Regions from separate parts of the Sus scrofa genome. Here all the other regions are linked to region 3. A link is a contact called in public Hi-C and HiChIP or PLAC-seq data. All regions are on one chromosome and are shown on one strand. The core of a region is the stretch at or near the end of the contact, and the rest is flanking DNA. Distances in the headings are between cores, read along the strand shown. Region 1 holds the start of NUP210L (nuclear pore membrane glycoprotein 210-like). Region 2 holds the start of C4H1orf43 (chromosome 1 open reading frame 43 homologg). Region 3 holds the start of DENND4B (DENN domain-containing protein 4B).

Evidence for each region. A called contact is a pair of places that touch in the nucleus more often than the background predicts. HiChIP or PLAC-seq counts read pairs in DNA pulled down with a chosen protein or histone mark.
Region 1: a Hi-C map of epiblast stem cells shows a contact between it and region 3, with 2.7 times the contacts expected there. The contact joins the promoter of NUP210L here to the promoter of DENND4B in region 3. A contact is called at or near these places in 2 of 47 Hi-C or Micro-C datasets (embryonic fibroblasts and epiblast stem cells) and 1 of 2 datasets of contacts at active chromatin or transcription factors (alveolar macrophages).
Region 2: an H3K27ac HiChIP or PLAC-seq map of alveolar macrophages shows a contact between it and region 3. The contact joins the promoter of C4H1orf43 here to the promoter of DENND4B in region 3. A contact is called at or near these places in 1 of 5 promoter capture datasets (liver) and 1 of 2 datasets of contacts at active chromatin or transcription factors (alveolar macrophages).

Annotation. Positions count from the first base shown.
Region 1 is chr4:95,572,541-95,575,501 of Sscrofa11.1, reverse strand. It overlaps NUP210L (nuclear pore membrane glycoprotein 210-like), which reads right to left and starts at 1,528. Exons shown (of 40, transcript XM_021089795.1): 1 at 994-1,528. The coding sequence starts at 1,241. It also overlaps a transcript of TPM3 not described here.
Region 2 is chr4:95,518,742-95,521,657 of Sscrofa11.1, reverse strand. It overlaps C4H1orf43 (chromosome 1 open reading frame 43 homologg), which reads right to left and starts at 1,655. Exons shown (of 7, transcript NM_001204390.1): 1 at 1,333-1,655; 2 at 839-940. The coding sequence starts at 1,398. UBAP2L (ubiquitin-associated protein 2-like) reads left to right here and starts at 1,926. Exons shown (of 27, transcript XM_021089781.1): 1 at 1,926-2,028.
Region 3 is chr4:95,744,322-95,747,173 of Sscrofa11.1, reverse strand. It overlaps DENND4B (DENN domain-containing protein 4B), which reads right to left and starts at 1,296. Exons shown (of 28, transcript XM_013997083.2): 1 at 522-1,296. It overlaps CRTC2 (CREB-regulated transcription coactivator 2), which reads right to left. Exons shown (of 13, transcript XM_021089801.1): 12 at 2,335-2,521; 13 at 1,544-2,203. The coding sequence ends at 1,983.

The DNA.
Region 1 (2,961 bases), core at 279-2,778, 170 kb after region 3:
CTTCATGGAGTCTGGGTCTCAGGACCCTCATCTGTAAAATGAAAATAATATAATAGTACTTACTTCAGAAGACTGTAAAAAAGGAATGTAGTAAATTGTGCCATACTTAGTTGTGGTTTTTGTTTGTTTGCTTTTTAGGGCCACACCAATGGCATATGGAAGTTCCCAGAAGAGGGGTCAAATCTGAGCTACAGCTACCGGCCTACATCACTGCCACAATAACGTCAGACCCAGATCCGAGCTGCATCTGCAACCTACACCACCACAGAGCAACACCAGATCCTTAACGCACTGAGCGAGGCCAGGGATCGAATCCCAGTCCTCATGGATACTAGTCGGATCCATTACTGCTGAGCCACAACAGGAATTCCAATTAGTTGTGTTTTTACATTGAGAACTCCACCTCATTTAGTTTTGTGGAGTACTCTCACACCCTAGGCCTCTCTAAGCTTCTCTAGCTCCTCACCTCAATAAATCTCCTCAGACCTTGGAAATCCCTCTCACTCTGTTTTAATCTTTTCAGGGCAGCAGAGGTTCCCAGGCTAGAGGTCAAATCAGAGCTGGAGCTGCCGGCCTACACCACAGCTCCCTGGCAAGGGCGGATCCTTAACCCACTGAGCAAGGCCAGGGATCTAACCTCCGTCCTCACGGATGCTAGTCAGATTTGTTTCCGCTGAGCCACGAGGGGAACTCTGAGGAAGTTCTCCACATCGGGTAACCATCAATGCCTGAAACCTCCAACACAAGCCTTCCTCGTGCCCTGAGAGCTGTCCACACAGTGACTTCCCCTCCCCACAAGGACCCACACATAAGCAGAAAATAGCCCACACAAGGAAGACAGGCCACAGCAGGAAGGGCTGGCCACTCCGCCCCCACGGACACCCCACCCCCACCCCTACAGATAAAAGCCCTTCAGGCCGAGCGGCCGCAACGTTCCTGAATGTCTTCCGTTGACTGAACCTCTCCCATCCTTGGGATCCCCCGACCCCTCACCAAGTATAGCAGCCCCGCTGTGCCTCCAGTAGGAAAGGCACCCGGCCCGGCTCCCGGCTGAAGGGTAGCAACACCTGAGGCACGTTAAGTTTGTTGGCCAGGGTTCCATGCAAAAAGAGAAACAGCAACAGGTAGCGCTGTAGAGGCAAGCAGAGCAACGCAGAGCCTCGCGGCGCTGGCGAACCCGTCATGGCGACTGCCAACCCTCGGTTCCCGCTCAACCCCAGCTGCGCCCTCAGCTCCAACATCAGCCAATCCGCAGGCGTGACGTCATCAGGAGGCGGGCCCTCCTGCTGCTCAGAATCATGGAACTGTTTTTCAGACGCTTTCCAGTAAACCAACGTTTTGCAAAGTTTAAGGCACCAAGCAGGCCACCCACTTAAAAGGGCTACTTTCTTACATGTTAGGTGGCAAATCTTTCATAGTAAAGAACAAGCAGGAGTTCCCGTCGTGGCGCAGTGGTTAACGAATCCGACTAGGAACCAGGAGGTTGCGGGTTCGGTCCCTGCCCTTGCTCAGTGGGTTAACGATCCAGCGTTGCCGTGAGCTGTGGTGTAGGTTGCAGACGCAGCTCGGATCGCGCGTTGCTGTGGCTGTGGTGTAGGCTGGCAGCTACAGCTCCAATTGGACCCCTAGCCTGGGAACCTCCATATGCCGTGGGAGCGGCCCAAGAAAATGGCAAAAAGACAAAAAAAAAAATTAAAAAAAAAAAAGAACAAGCAGAAATGTCTAAAAGGAATAAAAACACAAAACTCTCCAAATATATTCCTCCTTCTGTTGCTTGCTGTGTGGATCCTAGAGCAACCTTTTGTCCCCCGCGCCCCACCCCGCCCGATTTTCTTTGCAGTCATTTCCAGAACATTTGTCCCTGCATATAAATGGAAAAAATTTCTAGTCTCTAGTATAAACAGCTGGACTTTGTCAAGGAAGCTGTATCATTTCTACTAGGAAGTCAGATTCATGTCCAGCCTCAAGGCCAGCGTGCAGGAAATGCCAGGCACTGGCAACTCAAAGGCAGCTTTGAAAACTATCCTCTCACACAGCCTGTCTGTAAGCAAACACTCTGAGAGCTCTTCTTGTTAAATTAACTTGTTTTCTCCAAATATCCAAGAGTATCAGTTCAAAGGCTGTCTCAGGACAGTTTACTAAAACCACACATATATATAGTAGTATGTAATCTGTGTCATATATTGGTGAAGAGGTCTTAGGGTGCAATGTCTAATGAATCTACGGTTTAGAAGAATACAACTATAAAGGAAGATGCCAGTGTTAAATTAAGTAACCTATAAAAGGTCTGGCATATAAACATTAATTCTAACCTTCACATTTATGCTAACAATATATATTATCTTTATTTTACAGATAATGAAACTAAATGATTTTTATCAGTACAACTAGGGATCTGAAAGCTCAGTTTTGACCCCATTTTTGGTCAGCTTCCAGAGTGTGTGCTCTACATCAAATCCTGTTGCTACCACCCACAAAGACCTGATTTTTACCCGAACTTTGTAGTTCCTGTGGAGGAAAAACATCTGGATTAGGAAATAAAAGCAAGTAGTTCTGAGGGTTGGAGGGACTGGTTCTTTATTTCAAAAAGACACATCAATTTTCAGTATCAAAACAGTTACATTATTGGTTTTTCTTTCTCCTAATCGGCCCCCAAAGAGACCACAAAAAAGAGTACATTTTAAGCCAATTAAGCTGCAGGATGCACACCTAACAGACCTCACTGAAACCTCACCAAACGTGGGGGGAGGAGGGCAGAACTGTGTAGGGAAAGAAACTTTAAATGATCAGCACACTGCCAGCCGACTGCACAGAACTGACAGCCAGATGGGGTGACCAGTGTGCCCCAACCCCAAAGAAGCAAAGTTTCAAAATAATATAAAATTTAAAAACAGTTTTGTACATAAGCTATTCAAGATTTCTCCAGCACTAACTGACACAAAGCACAATGAGATGGCACTT
Region 2 (2,916 bases), core at 406-2,905, 230 kb after region 3:
TAGGTATGAGATGCTTATCACATCTACTTGGAAATTTTTAGGTAGGCAATTGGATGTGTAAGGATAGAACTCTTAGGAAAGAGGTATGGGATAGAGATACAATTTAAAAGTGGAAGACAGAAGAAGCAGGATAGGGGTGGCAGTGGGGTATCAAGAGTTATGACTTAGACATTTTAGGTTTGAGATGCTTATCAGACATCTACTTGGAAATGTTAGGTAGGCAACTGCATATACAAGGATAGAACTCAAGAAAAAGGTATGGGATAGAGATAAAATTTCGTCAGTAGATATTTAAAGCCAAGGAAAGGAAGGCAATTACCTAATAACTTAGTTGCTCACTTCCTGTATACACTCAGGTAAGTAGCTTCCTTTTCTTAAGTTTCAATTTGTAACATGAATGACGGAACTAGATGACTTACAGGGCCTTTATAAATCTAAAGTTGTGCAAAGGCAACCATTCTCACTGATCTGGGGTTAAGTTTAACCACCCTAATCCCATCCTAAGACAAAATTAGAAAAAAACCGCCCAAATAGCACAAAGTAGCCTAAGTTTAACTGGGAAATATACCACAATGTTTTGGGAATCTTAATCCAAGTCCTCCGTTGTGCATATGCAAAAACTTAAGCTCCTGGATAAGCTGCATGCTGTGCCATAACAGTGAACAGGTATGCCAAGACCCAAGATGACTTTTATTGCTCAATATACTAAAGTCAGCGCATGGGTAACTAAACGAGAAAACGTGGGAATTAAGTCAGTTCTAAAGGCAAAGTAAATCTTATTCTGGGCCGTAATAAATCAGAAGAATCAGGCGGCCTATCTCGTACCTTAAGGACCTACCTTGGGAGCATTGTGTCCCACAGGGACATGAGGGCCCCTTCGGGATTTCATTGCAAAGCGCATGATTTGCCTCTTCACAAAAATAAATAGCAGTACAAACACCTGTCCAAAAAATGAAAAAAGTAAAGAATCTTTAATTAAATCGTTCCAAAAAAAATGCCTTCGTTTCAAATCCCCCAATTCGGGTTCTCGAGGATGCTTTGGGTAAAAAAGTTGGGGCAAAGCAAGGCCATCAGCGACGGGGTGGATACAGGGAAGCCTGCAGCGGAGAGGCGTGAGGGTCTGCATCCTAGGGTTTAGAGGGAGGGTTCTCGGCTAGAGGCGGGGCGGTCCGAGTCGGTGACTTCTGCTCCCAGGTACTCCTGGGATAGGAGTCAAAGCCCAGAAAAAAGCGCAGGTGAGTGGGTGGAGAATGAAGACAGGGCGCTGCTCAAGAGGAGGGCCTTTACTGGGTCAGACGCGACAGCAGGGACGGGTGGGGGAAATCTCCTCACCAGGCTCCCGTAGGCCATCACCAGCACGACATTCACGCCGGACAGCCAATTACTGCCAGACGCCATGGCCTCCCCACCCTGCGCAGAACTGCTCCGGTTTACCCCGCTGCACTGCCTCGTCAGCCCGGGCTCCGCCGAGGCAACAGCGCTTGGGTTCCCTGAAGCGCCCCGGCCATTTCCTTACGGGGAAAGACCAAAGCTGACCGGGCCTGAAAACATGGCGGTTGGGGGGGCTAGGAAAGAAGAACGACGCCTTCCCGCTTCCCCCCAACACGTGACTCAGGCACGCAATGGCAACCGGGACCCGCGGGTGCGGAGACGCGGAACTAAGCCAGTAAGAGGAAGCCGAGGCCATCCGTGCGTCACGTGGTAGAGGCGGGGCCGCAGCGGAGGAGGCGGGGCGGACGCGCCGAGCCGGAGTGAGGTGTCTCGTGGCGGGGCGGCACGCGCACGCTTGCGTGCGCGTCCCTTTTCGCGTCACGTGCTGGGGGACGCAGGAAGGCAAGTGGGAGGGGGAAGGCGCGAGAGCGAGCGCGAGAGGGAAAAGGAGGGAGGGGGGTGGGGAGGAGGGAACCTTATATCACGTGACAGGGGCGGCGCGGCCCGGGGTGTCAGTGTGGAGGAGACTGAGGTAAAGTTGGGAGCGCAGCGGCGTTGGCGGCGGCGGCGGCGGCAGCGGCAGCGCGGCGGGGCCGGGTATTGTCCGCGGCCCCTTTAAATCCGCGATCCCCCTTTTACCCTCCCTCTTTTCTTCCCTATCCCCGCCGTATCCCCCTCCCTCGGTAGGCCCCCCCCCGCACCGTGTGTTCCCCACTGTACACCCCCCCCACCTAGTCGTGCGAGTCCTGGCGCCCCCCCACCCCTCGAGTCGGCCGCTGGAGGTTTTGTTTATGGTTGGGTTCGCGGCCTACTGGGCCGCGCCAGAGCCGGGGCCTCGATTTGGGAGCGTGGCCGGGGCGGGGCTTGGGGCAGCTGGAGGGGGGGCCATGCGGCTAGAGCCTGAGAGGGGGAGAGCGAGAAAGAGCGCGAGCGAGCGAGGCCTGGGCCTTGCCTGAGGTAGGGGCCTCTCTCTACCCTGGTCGGTGCCTGTGGAGAAAACGAGAAGGCCTCCTCCCTTTCCAACCCTCTGCGGGCCTCCTCTGATCCGGATCCGGCCTGGTTTGGGGGTGGCGGGGGGGGGGGATGGGGGAGGGAGGGCGTTGGGGTGGAGCTGCCCCAAACTCCCCCATGTGGCCCTCAGTTTGGAGTGCGGAGGATTAATTTGTTCCGGGTGGGAGGTAAGGAGGCGATTGGCCCCGTGAGCTCCCGATGTGGCGCTGAACGAGGTGAGCCTCCCATCCTCCGCGCGTGGGCTTGCGTCCCCTCTCCGTTTCCAGCCTCTTTGTCAGCTCCTCTTATTACCCTTCCTTCTTTCTCACCGCCCAGGCTCTCGAAATATATTTTTTTGCTGCTGTCTTTGGCTTCCTGTCGTCCATACTGTAGTTTTGGGTACCCCAAACAATTATGCTATTTGGGAGGCTGGGCATACAGGCTCCCAGAGGATGTATTACGCCTAAGGGACGTAATTAGAGCAGTAGGGTATTT
Region 3 (2,852 bases), core at 47-2,546:
TGCCTGCCCCGCGACTCCCCGGCCGGCCGGCCCGCAGGCGGGTGGCTCGGAGGGCGGGCTGGCGGGCCGGCGGGCGGCGGGGCTACCCGGCCCCGGACATGGCGCACCCGACTCGGGCGCCGCTCCCGCTGGAGCGGCGAGTGAAGGAAGAAGAGGCGGCTGAGGGCGGCGGGGCGCGGGGCGCTGTGGAGGGAGATCCGGGCGCTCCCAGCGTCCCCGCCGAGCTGCGCCACGCGGGGACTGTGCTGCCGCGCCGCTCGCTCGCGCTGCCCGGTCCTCCCGGCTCCCGCTGCACTGGGGGCCGGGTGCTCCTCCGCGCGCCCCGCTTTCTCCGCTCCCCCCACCCCCCTCCCGGGCTGCGGGCGCTGCCGCTCCCCCCACCCCCCTCCCCGGTCGGCGGCCGTGACCCTGGCAGCGCCTGCCCAGCGCCCGGCCGCCTGCAGCGCGACCCCTGGCGGCTGGGAGGGCCCCTTGCACGCAGGCGACTTGCCACCAGCCAGCCATAGCCGCAGGACACTGACCCCAGGCGGCCCTTGAAGTCCAGGGCGCGCTCCCGTCCCGCCCTTGGTCCTAGTCAGATGAGGTCTGCCTGCCTGGGTGAAGGCCCTGAAAGCCTGGTTTCTGGAGACCCAGGTGGCTCCCCCTACTTCCAGGTTCAGTCCCTCCTACATTCCCTTCCAGGCTAAGCCAGAATCTCTCAGTTCTCTTTTCTGAAAACGACAAGTTTTGGAAAGGGGAAGAGAAGAAGCCAGGGTGTGGAAAAGCAGCAGAGATGGGGGCAACGAAGGAGGGGCCCTACTCTCCTGACTGCTGTGTGGGGAAGAGAGGAGAGCAGAAGCTCAGATGGGAAGGATTCCAACCCAAGCCAGAAAAAGGCAACGTCCTCAAAACAAAGTTGGCACGCAAGCCTCAGCGAATGAATGAGAAGAGTGGAGAGCACGGAGTGAATTCGTGCCTAGTGAAGGGGCAGGAATGGGATTTATGGGCTTCCCTGAGACCTAGAGGCATGGGGTCCGAGACAGGCTGGTACCACACCTAACTTCCAGGTCCTCTAGGCTTAAAGGACCATAAAGAAGAGGGAGCCGACCTGAGACCTACCTGGTGCAGGTAGTTTTTAAATACTCTCTCCTTGGGGGCCTTAGCAGTGAGACCAGCTACCCTCCTGGGAAAGCTGGGGTCATTGTACCAGAAACGTTCAGAACCCAGAGCTCAGCCAGCAGTCACCTCCTCACCTCCCAACTCACTGCCAGGCCTCACGGTTGAGGAAGAGCAGTAGCTTGTCTGGCCAGAGTCCTTGTCCTCTGATGCCGCTGCAGCAAGGTCCTGGTCACATGAGAGGGCATACATCCGTCCTACCACAGGAGCCTACACCCAGCCTGGACCTCCATATCCAATGCTGCGTACAAATTCTGAGGCTGGGGGGCACCTTCCACCAACCACATGGCATTGACAAGATGCAAAACCGCGTAACCGACAAAAGGGCCTGCACCCCAAGAACCTCCTAGATCCCCGTTGCATCCCAAACAGTAGCCAACCACACCATGGGTTTGATATGATTTTTTTATTAACATATAATATATTTAATAAAAAATAATATCCACTCTGGCTCTTTCCTCCATTGCAAGGGGAAGAGTGGCGAGGAGGGGCTGGCACTGCCCACCCCTAGGCATCCGGACAAGCCCTGCCTCCGGGGCTCCCCTCTACCCCCCTGCTTTCCAACAGGCTCTGACCTCCAGACAGACGGTTCAAAGTTACAAGTGCTTCAGGCCCTCCCTTGAGCTCCCCTAGGCCCACCCTTTGTGCAGAATTTAGGGGCCACCTGGACACACCCCTTGCTTCTTCTCATTCTTAGGATCCCTCGTTCACGTTAGAAAGAGGATCTGGGGGCAGAGAGTGGAGTCTCTACTGGCCAGGGGGAAGGGAGAAAAGGGACAGTGACGGCGGGGGACAGGGCCGAGGAGAGGGATGGCGATCAGGTGCCCTCACTGCAGCCGGTCACTGCGGAACGAGTCCTCCACAGCAGGGTCGGGCAGCAGGGCACAGGGGTCGCTCAGCATGTTGAGCCCCTCCAGGCCCAGTGGCTCCATGCGCAGCTCCTCCTCCAGCCCCAGGCCCAGCTCCAGCCCAGCCGTGGACACCTCGAAGCCAGGCACTCCAGCCAAGGCTGCCGCAATCTCCTTAGAGAAACCTGGGGAGGATTCTCCTGTGTGGGCAGAACAGACAGGTGAGGACCCCACACCCTGTCAACGCCTCCAAGGTCCCCTTGGCCTCCTGCCGCGCCACCCAATGTGTCACGCCCTCCTTCCATCCCCTGTTACCAGCCACATTTCTTACCCGTGAGGATGATGTTGGGCCCTGAGCCATGGCGGGAACAGTGGGTTAAGTTCTGGTGGTTGAGGGTGTGGGGCTCCTGGGGGCCACTCACTGGCCCCTCACCCCCTAAAAATCCAGGCCCTTCGGAAAAGCCAGAGGCATCCAGCGCCAGGCTGGTGGATGGGTTGTCCATGCTGAACGGCTCCAGCTACGGACACACAGACAGGCCTTGAGGAGGAGGCCTTCAGAAGAGGGTGCCCCTGCCTGCCTGTGCCTAGCCCGGCTGACACATCCCCCGGCCCAGAGATCTTCACACACACCCCTACCCCATCCCCCGCCACCACAGGAACAAAAGCAGAGACAGAGGGAGATGGGCACAAGCAGAGCGACAGAAGTGAGCAGAAGTGAGCACGGGGCCCCAAGTAGGTGTGGGCACCGTACCTACTGGGACAGAGCACGCATGTGCCAGGAAGACAACGGGTCAAAGCAGTAGTCATCAAAGAGCAAGCTGCACGGAGGTAGCTGGGGGAGAGGGGCGG